Linked DNA regions of Mus musculus: regions 1 and 2 are each linked to region 3. A link is a contact called in public HiChIP or PLAC-seq and promoter capture Hi-C data. All regions are on one chromosome and are shown on one strand. The core of a region is the stretch at or near the end of the contact, and the rest is flanking DNA. Distances in the headings are between cores, read along the strand shown. Region 1 holds the start of 2810002D19Rik (RIKEN cDNA 2810002D19 gene). Region 2 holds the start of Tspan18 (tetraspanin 18). Region 3 holds the start of Accs (1-aminocyclopropane-1-carboxylate synthase (non-functional)).

Region 1 (2,700 bases), core at 108-2,607, 560 kb before region 3:
GAGCTGGAGTTCTACAGGTGGTTGTGGCCTAACACTGCTTCCAGGGAAGAGCAGGAAGTGCTCTTCAGCCCTGAGCCATCTTTGTAGCCCCAAGCCATCTCTCCAGCCCCAAGATATACCTTTTTAATAAAACGAATGTTCATTACACGGGTACTTTTAAGAAAAGCTGCCTAGTGAGCTGGGCCTGATGGTTCATGCCTGTATCCAGCATCAGGTGGTTGACACAGGTGGACTTAAAGGCCTGCCTGGGCTAAATAAATTCCAGGCAATTCAGGCTGCAAATGGGACTTCATTTCAAAAACAAAACAAACAAAATCAACAAAACCAAACTGCTCTCAGAAGAATTACAATGCCATAGCACAGTCTCTGTTCCCATAACATGAGGCAGACATTTGTTTCCTGCAACACATCTATGTAGGTGGCAGGGCACAATTTTTTTTTTTCTCAACAGAAAAAAAAAAAAGCATAACAGCTTTGTTACAAGATGATACGCCCACCATACTAGTAGGCCGACCTGAAATACCTATAATAACATACATTGGCAGAGCCTGGAACCTAAGCTGGTTAACAGCTACTGTACCTGTTGGTAGTGCGCCTCTTAAGTTTCAATATGCAAATCAATCACCTGAGACTTCTTTAAAACATACTCATAATGGCTGAGTCTACCCTCGGGGAAGGGAAGCCGCAGTGCTTACATATTTAATACAGTCCCCTCCCCGGAGATGCCACTATCTGGGTTCTACACCTAGGTCTTTAACTTAGACTAGAGCTGCCCACCAAAGTCCACAAGACACGTGGTGCTGCTGCTGTAAGACCCAAAAATCTGGCCACACTGGATGTAAGTGGTCTGTAAGGACACATCGCTTTCTAAATTTCGGAAGAAAAAGTATGCCGATCACATATACATAACTTGTAATGAGCTGATATTTTGTATTTGATAACGAGCTATTTTTTTAATTCGATGTGTGACATGCATTACACAGTACGACTGCGCCGCTTAACACTCCATTACGAGACTTATTAAAAAAAAAAAAAAAAGCCTCTCTCAGATAGTTGAAAAGTATAACTTTTATTGCCCTACCAGAAACAATACTTACTTTTTAAAAAGACCTTCACCGTCTTCTCACTTCTGCTCAAGCTCCACCTAGTTTTATTATCTCCCCTCCGATTCCCACGCTTGGGGATCTTATAGCCTCCAGAAAAACGATAACTAGAAAGCCGTTTCCAGCCCTGAGGTGTGGCAGGACCGGCTTCCCCGACCGAGAGTAAAGGGACCGGTATCGTCTCCGAGGCACTCCGCGGGCTCCTCCTCCAGTTCCAGAGGCGACCTCCCCAAGATGGCGGACCGCAAGGAGTCGCTTCCGCTTCCGGTGTGAGCAGCCCGGCCGGGGGGGCAAGATGGCGGCGGCAATAGGGGTCCGCGGCCGGTTCGAGCTGCTACCTCGCTCCGGCCCGGGTTGGCTTCTCAGCCTTTCCGCTTTGCTGAGCGTGGTGGCTCGAGGGGCCTTGGCCACTACGCACTGGGTCGTCACGGAGGACGGGAAGATCCAACAGCAGGTAGCGGCCAGGGTGCCCCCTCTCTGCCCGCGCCCGATCAGGGGGAATCCCGGAGCCGGGCCCCTGGGTGGCTCCGCGCGGCCCCGCCCCCAGCTTGGCTTCCCACGGTCCCGGCCCACGGGCCGAGGCTTCCTGCGCTCCGACCTGGCGCCGCCCCCTCCCCTCTGGTCCCCTCGCCCCGGCTCCGCCGTGGGGAACTTCTCAGCCTTCCACCTTGGGGCCGCGCGCCGTCCCGGAACCGACCCCGGGGAGCTGAGACTTGAGCTCCCGGGTTAGGAGTCACGGATTCATCATTAGTTCTGCCTTTGGAGCCGCTGGACCAGGACCCGCGCGCCACCACCTCTCCCCGAGGAAGTAGAAAGCAGGTGGCAGTGCCGGGGAGTGTGCGCGTCCCAGGCCGGTGACAGCCAGGGTGGCATTAGTGAATGGATGGATCTTTTAATGCGCCTCCTCCAGCCTTGTCTCCCACTGATGGGATTTGTTTCGCGATGTGGTGGTTTGAGGCTGTGCCGTTAGCCAGGTCATTAGGGGCTCTTTAAAGACAACCCATTCTTGCTCCTTCTGAAGGAATGCCAGAAGATGCATGCCTCTGGTGGCGGTGCCCGCATCATTCAGTTCTTAAGTGCCCTCATTTCCCGGTGTATTTTACATTGCTTCCTAGTTCCTTTGACCCAGCCCGGCACTCAGCATTTGCAGTTTACTAGATTACCTATGCTTGAACTGATTTCTCAGAGGAGTGACCGCTTTTCTTATATAACTTTCTGATGCCTGCATCTGCATTTGCTTTCATACTGCTGATGCTTTAAGGACTGCGTGTGTGTGTGTGTGTGTGTGTGCGTGTGTGTGTGTGTGTGTGTGTGTGTGTGTGTGTGCGCGCGTGCTCGCGCGCGTGCTTCACCACAGAATCTTGTAAACTTAATGACTTCCAGCGCTTGACAACAATCAGGAAATGTCCAGGAGCCATTTAAAAAGTGAAGTGTGTACCCCTTGCAATTTAAGCATACTGACTCATGTTTTAACCAAAGGCGAGAGAGAGAAACTGATCCTTTTGATTAACTGTAGAAACACATCGCATGGTTTATATTTAAGATGAGACATTTCACAATGCAGCAAACCTAAACAAAATTTTTAAAATGCCCACAC
Region 2 (2,700 bases), core at 136-2,635, 520 kb after region 3:
AGTTGGTTCTGGGGTGGAATTCAGGAGTCAGGGCTGGTGGCAAGTACCTGTTAGCAGGGAGCCATCTTGCTGGCCCCCAGCTTGTGCTGTCTCCCCTAAACTACACTGTGCCTGCTTTTGTCAAAACTTAATCTTTAAAGGCCCCTCCTGTCTGCCAAGCCTGGGCCTTTTCCCTCACAGCTTGATTCTGCTTAAGTTTCTGGGATGCCCCTCTTGGTTCCCAGGAGGCCCATGCAGCAGTCTTTTACAGCAGCAGCCTTGAGTTAAGGGCCTGTGAGGGTTCTCAGCCAGAGGGTTCCGTGCCCCACCCCCCCCCCCCACACACACACACTCTGTTTGGGAAGCTGAAGAGGTATCTATATATTGACAGACTTCCACACCTACGCCATTGGTCCACTGTTCTCGAAACTGCATGCCCCTCTGTCAAATCCCCTTCTTGGCCTCTCTCTGTGAAGTGGTTCAAAGGAACAGCCCTGAGACCTTAGACATTTTACTTCTTGGACTGTGGGCTTGAAAATACCAAGTCTGGTTTTCTGTTTACCCTTCAAAGCTCTGTCTAGCATCCTGACTTCACCAAGTTCCACACTGAAGTCAAAGAGTGTCTGTCCTGGGTGAGATCAGTGGGCCAAGTGGTCTCCTGTAGAGTGTAGTTTGATTTGTGTGTGTGTGGCCTCACAGGACTTTTCAAAGCTGAGACACTGATAATTGCTGCCAACGATTTGAGCCTTCTCATGACAGTCTTTCTTAGGTTGTGGCTCTTGAGTGCCTGCTTGTGAATTTTATATGGGTTCTGTATAGCATAGGTTAGCTGTCTTAGTGAACCCCAGTGGAGGAGAGGATGAAGTGAGAGCCTCTCACTGGTCTGGTCCTTAGCAGTGCTATAGTTTACAGCGGATGGGGTTGGGAGGCACCAACAATGAACCCTAATAGAGCTTGCTGCACAGGTTTCTATCTGGTACTTCCCTGGCAGTAAGTGGGAAACCAAGACGCGACATCGCAATGGAGAATCCCACACCCCAGCCCTGCAGTCCCACACACGGTGTGATAACAGCGAGAAAGCTTCCAGGGAATAAATGTCCCAGTCTAGCGTGCTACCTTCACCCTTCTCCAGCAATCTCCTAAATTCAGACATTGAGGCTAGGAGTGCAGAGGACATCGGGAGAGCACAGTTCCAGAAACCACGCTCTAGGACCCGGTGAGAGAGCGGCCGTGGACCATGAGAGCCGTGTCCGCCCCGGAGACGCGCCAGCACCGCGGCGGCAGTAGTGGCGACAGGAGACGGAGGGGCGGAGGCTGGGGCGGAGGGAGCGGGAGGGCGGGCCGGAGGGTGGCGGGAGGTGTGGCCGGCGGCGGTGGCGGGTGAGCCGCTGCAGCTGCCGCCGGCGTCTCAGGGGCTGCAAGCTGCAGGCGGACGCAACGCTGTGCGATTCCGAAGCCCAGCCACGCCAGGCCGCCCGGCCCTGGCCCCCAGCGGGCGTCGCCGCTCCTTGTCGCTTTGACGCCTAGCCCAGCGCCGCGGCGCAGGACTACCGGTGCCCCGCAAGTTGCGAGCGCACTCTGCGCCTGGGGAAACTTTACCCCGCGGCCGAGCCTCTGCCAGGTAGGATTCAATCACTGAGCCCCTCTGTGCGTACTGGCCCCGGGATACCGCGCGCTTCGGGGGAGATCCCAGATCAGTGCGGGTCCCAGGACGCTCGGGTAAGCGGCCACCAAGTTCTGAAGCGACTCCCCTGGGGGCGGGGACAGCGCCGCACTGAGTGACCCGGAGCATGCTCGGGTCGCGACTTCGCCCAGGTCAGGTGCAGCCATTCTGCGCCCAGCGATCTCGGGGGCTCAGGCGACAGTAAGGCGGCAGGTGGGACTCCCAGAGCCGGTGTGTTGGCCGGGGCTGTACCGAGAGTGAAGGGGTGAGCCCAAGTGACCCTGCACACAAGCAGGTCACAACGGGGGACACGGAGCCGGGCTTGGGCGCGGCGGACAGCCGATCGGGCTGGGGCACCGAGCGCTCTTCGCCTTCGTGGGACCCTGGTAGCAGGGCCTGGAGAACGCTCCTAGATTTTGCTCTCGCACCCGAGTTATCATTCCTTGCGCGGGAAGATGTCCAGCTCCGTGGATGTGGAGACCTAGGAGGTTCCCGGGCGGGTCCGGAGCTCCTTGCGGCCGGATGTGGGGTGTGGTGGCCGTGGGTTCCTTAGCGTGGCTGGCCGAGGTGGGCGCGCGCGGGCTCCGGGTCCTGCTTGCGCTGGGAGAGTTGTCTCGCCAGGGGGCGCCCTTCCCTGGCCAGATCGGCTTCCCAGACCAGCCTAGGAGCTTCTCTGAGTTTCTGAGCTCATGGAACCGCAGATGGACCAAGGCAATGCGCGTGGGGTCTGTTTGGAGGAGCTCCCCACCTTGTCCCAGAGAATCGGACGGAGGTGCACCCACTGTGAGACTGATGTGCAACGATCAGACGGATCAGTGTCATGAGGTGGGCTGCTGGCAAGGATGAGTGAACAATTTACACCCAGAAAAACAAAAGAAAGTTTACATGAACAGCAAGCCTGCATGGAGACAATAGGATAGAACATTAGTTGGATTTACTTGAAGTTACTGAAACCCAGCCATTTTTGTAAAAGTGGCATCTTTTGTCCTGGTCCTGGTCAGATCTCTGGGCGTGGTGGGCAGGATTTGTCCTCTCTCTGGGCATAGGTAGATTGGGGG
Region 3 (2,700 bases), core at 27-2,526:
ACTTAAATATGACAACCACTGATATTATCTTAATTTGATGTTAGCATTACATGATAAGGGATTTGACAAAAGAAAACAAATATCTGTACAAACACAGTCTTAACACAATGTGACAGAAACGGTCACGTCGATCACAATCCTCACTTCAGCAGTTGGTTTGAGCTGGTGTGTATAACTACCTTCCTCTCCTACTCTTCTGTATTTCCTCTGTCCTTAGTAAGCACCTCAATAGGTCTTGGTGTTTTTCTTGGAAGAGTGACCCATACCAAGGACATTTATAAAAAGGAGCATTTACCTAGGGGCTTGCTTACAGATCCAGAGGGGAGTGCAGTGACAGGCAGGCATGGTGCTGCAGCAGTGGCTAAGAACTTACATGATCCTCAGGCGGAAGGCAGAGAAAGAGACGGGGCGTGGCTTTTGAAACCTCAAAGGCCACACATTTGCCAACAAAAGCACACTTTATAATTCTTAAACAGTCCACCAAACGGGAACCAAATATTCAAAAACATAAGCCTGGGGGCGGGCATTCTCATCCAAACCACCACAACTTCTGTGACAGATTGGAACTACGGAGGCATGCTACCTTGTCAACTTAGCCATCACTGGCGCGCAGTGTCTCCTGTGTGAGCATAGCCACTGTTAAACTACCTAGATTATGCTCCTGACTCTGGGAGGCTTATAGGTGGCAGTATTATATTTGCATAGATCGTTATCTATCGGTCTGAGCCTCCTGGTCTGTGTTTGACAAGAGGTTGTTTCCTAGCATAACTATAAGAGGTGGAGTTATTCGATTTGGTATTTGCACTCAATTTGGCATGCCTCTGCAGGCACACAGTGAAAACGACTTACAACTTCTCGTTGCTTTCTTGCATTTTTTTCTAGTACCTGGAATTGAAGTTTTTCCTTTGTCTCCTCACATCTCTAAAAATCTATTTAGTATAGACTGGAATTCAAAGAAGTCCCCCTTTGAGAGCTATTCATTCCTGGGTGTTCCCATGGCCATATGAATATACATATACATGTCGATACTTTTCTATATTTCTTTTGTAAATCTTTTTTTTCCGGGCCTTGAGAGAAGCCTTTACAAATAGATGGCGGGGAGATCTCATGCTTAGGTAATGCCCAGGAAGATTGGTGTTTCAGCGGCTCTGAGCAAGTGTGTCCGAAAAGCTAGAGGTATCTGAGCTCAGCCAATGAGAGAAGGAATGGAGTGGGCGTGGCCTTGTCTTAACCAAGATCCTCCACCCCTCTGTTTCTTTCCCATTTCTAAGTTCGGACTCCAGTTTCTGGCAGACAGGGAAGTGCTGAAGACCGGAGCTTCCTCTTCTGTGACCAGGAGTCAGGGCACAGACTCCTTCCCTGTGTTCCCGCCAGATCGCCAGGGGGCAGGCTGCTCCGGTATCACGGAAGTCCGATCCGGAGAATATCGCGCGCGTGAAAACCCAAGGTCCAAAGTAGGTGCTGTATCCGCCACAGTGCACCGAAGGGGCCGGGTTCGCTCCGCGGTGCTCTTGATCGCTTCCTGCCCTTAGGTCTGGAAGTCTCTGAGGCCCGGAAACCCCTGGCGGGCCCTGCAGACCATTCTGTCTTTGTTGTCTTGGTTGGGCTGGTGAGATCACTAGGCCTGATTGACTACAGCGCCTTGAGCTCCTGCTGGGTTCTGGCTGCATTTAGGTCTGTACCGCGTTGTCCACAGCCCGAGCATTTGGTGATGTTTTTCCTCGGATCTAGGCTATCGGTGGAGCAGGCGTGTGCTTTGCTGAGTCCCGCCACCTTGGGGAGGACCCCAAGATTTGCAAAACAAAAGTAAACTGCGGGAGGGGAGGGCATTTTCTGTGTCCCCATCAACCATCTACCAAGTAAGACTTGTACCTTGAGACAGGGAAATCAGAGAGCATTTGTGATAGAGTGATTCATATTTTAGACTTTTGGCCACTAGCCAGAGTTTGGTATGAGTGCTTTATCGCCCTCAGGTCCTCACTGTTATTCTTTGAGATGGTTATTGGTCCACCAGAGCGCAGGTGCGGCATGACAGAGGAATCCTTAGGAGGCTCCTACATTTTGGTAGGCAGGAGACCCTCCTCTGCGGCCCTTGTGTCCTTTGTGAGTAGAGACAGGATCCAGGAGTGCCTGCACTTGTAACTCCTACTCCCCTTTCACCCCCACCCCCACTTCCCACCACCTTCTGCTCCTATCCACCCATCACACAAGAAGTCCAGAACTGTAGCAGTGATCTGCTTGGGAAATAGCCTGGTGTTCTGAAACTGAGGTGAGCAAGCAGGGGGAAAGATTGTTGGTGATCCCTGAGGCTGCCGAAAGGAGAAACAAATGCAGAAATGCTGCAAGCTAAAGCCACAGTAGATTAGCTTCGTTTCTATGTAGCCAGCCTGGTGTGGTGCTCACAGGTCCTCAACAGATTGTGTTTGTTGAAGTGTTTAACTGGATAAGGACACAAGGGATGATACACAGCTTGCAAGAAGAGGCAGATATCTTAGTTCCAGCTACTAGGGAGGCTGAGAAAAGAGGATCACCTGAGGACAAGAGTTCAAGGCCAGCATCAGGCAACCTCAGGGGAAAACCAGGAAAGAGAGAGAGAGAGAGAGAGAGAGAGAGAGAGAGAGAGAGAGAGCGCAACCAGCCTAGGCAGTAAAGTGTAAAATGCTTTTCTTGCTTTGCAGTCATGAGGACCTGAATTTTATC

What was found. HiChIP or PLAC-seq counts read pairs in DNA pulled down with a chosen protein or histone mark. Capture Hi-C pulls out chosen DNA fragments and counts their contacts.
Region 1: a contact with region 3 is called in an H3K4me3 HiChIP or PLAC-seq map of the 230-238 cell line, with 12 read pairs. The contact joins the promoter of 2810002D19Rik here to the promoter of Accs in region 3. A contact is called at or near these places in 1 of 39 promoter capture datasets (the HPC-7 cell line), 1 of 15 datasets of contacts at CTCF or cohesin (the NIH/3T3 cell line) and 4 of 115 datasets of contacts at active chromatin or transcription factors (the 230-238 cell line, bone marrow-derived dendritic cells, bone marrow-derived macrophages and 1 more).
Region 2: a contact with region 3 is called in a promoter capture Hi-C map of liver, with 4 times the contacts expected there. The contact joins the promoter of Tspan18 here to the promoter of Accs in region 3. A contact is called at or near these places in 1 of 39 promoter capture datasets (liver) and 1 of 9 other capture datasets (liver).

The regions. Positions count from the first base shown.
Region 1 is chr2:94,405,364-94,408,063 of GRCm38.p6, reverse strand. It overlaps 2810002D19Rik (RIKEN cDNA 2810002D19 gene), which reads right to left and starts at 1,357. Exons shown (of 2, transcript NR_027831.1): 1 at 1,098-1,357. It overlaps Ttc17 (tetratricopeptide repeat domain 17), which reads left to right and starts at 1,375. Exons shown (of 25, transcript NM_183106.2): 1 at 1,375-1,557. The coding sequence starts at 1,399.
Region 2 is chr2:93,333,172-93,335,871 of GRCm38.p6, reverse strand. Tspan18 (tetraspanin 18) reads left to right here and starts at 1,385. Exons shown (of 10, transcript NM_183180.2): 1 at 1,385-1,600.
Region 3 is chr2:93,848,519-93,851,218 of GRCm38.p6, reverse strand. It overlaps Accs (1-aminocyclopropane-1-carboxylate synthase (non-functional)), which reads left to right and starts at 1,276. Exons shown (of 15, transcript NM_001290782.1): 1 at 1,276-1,454.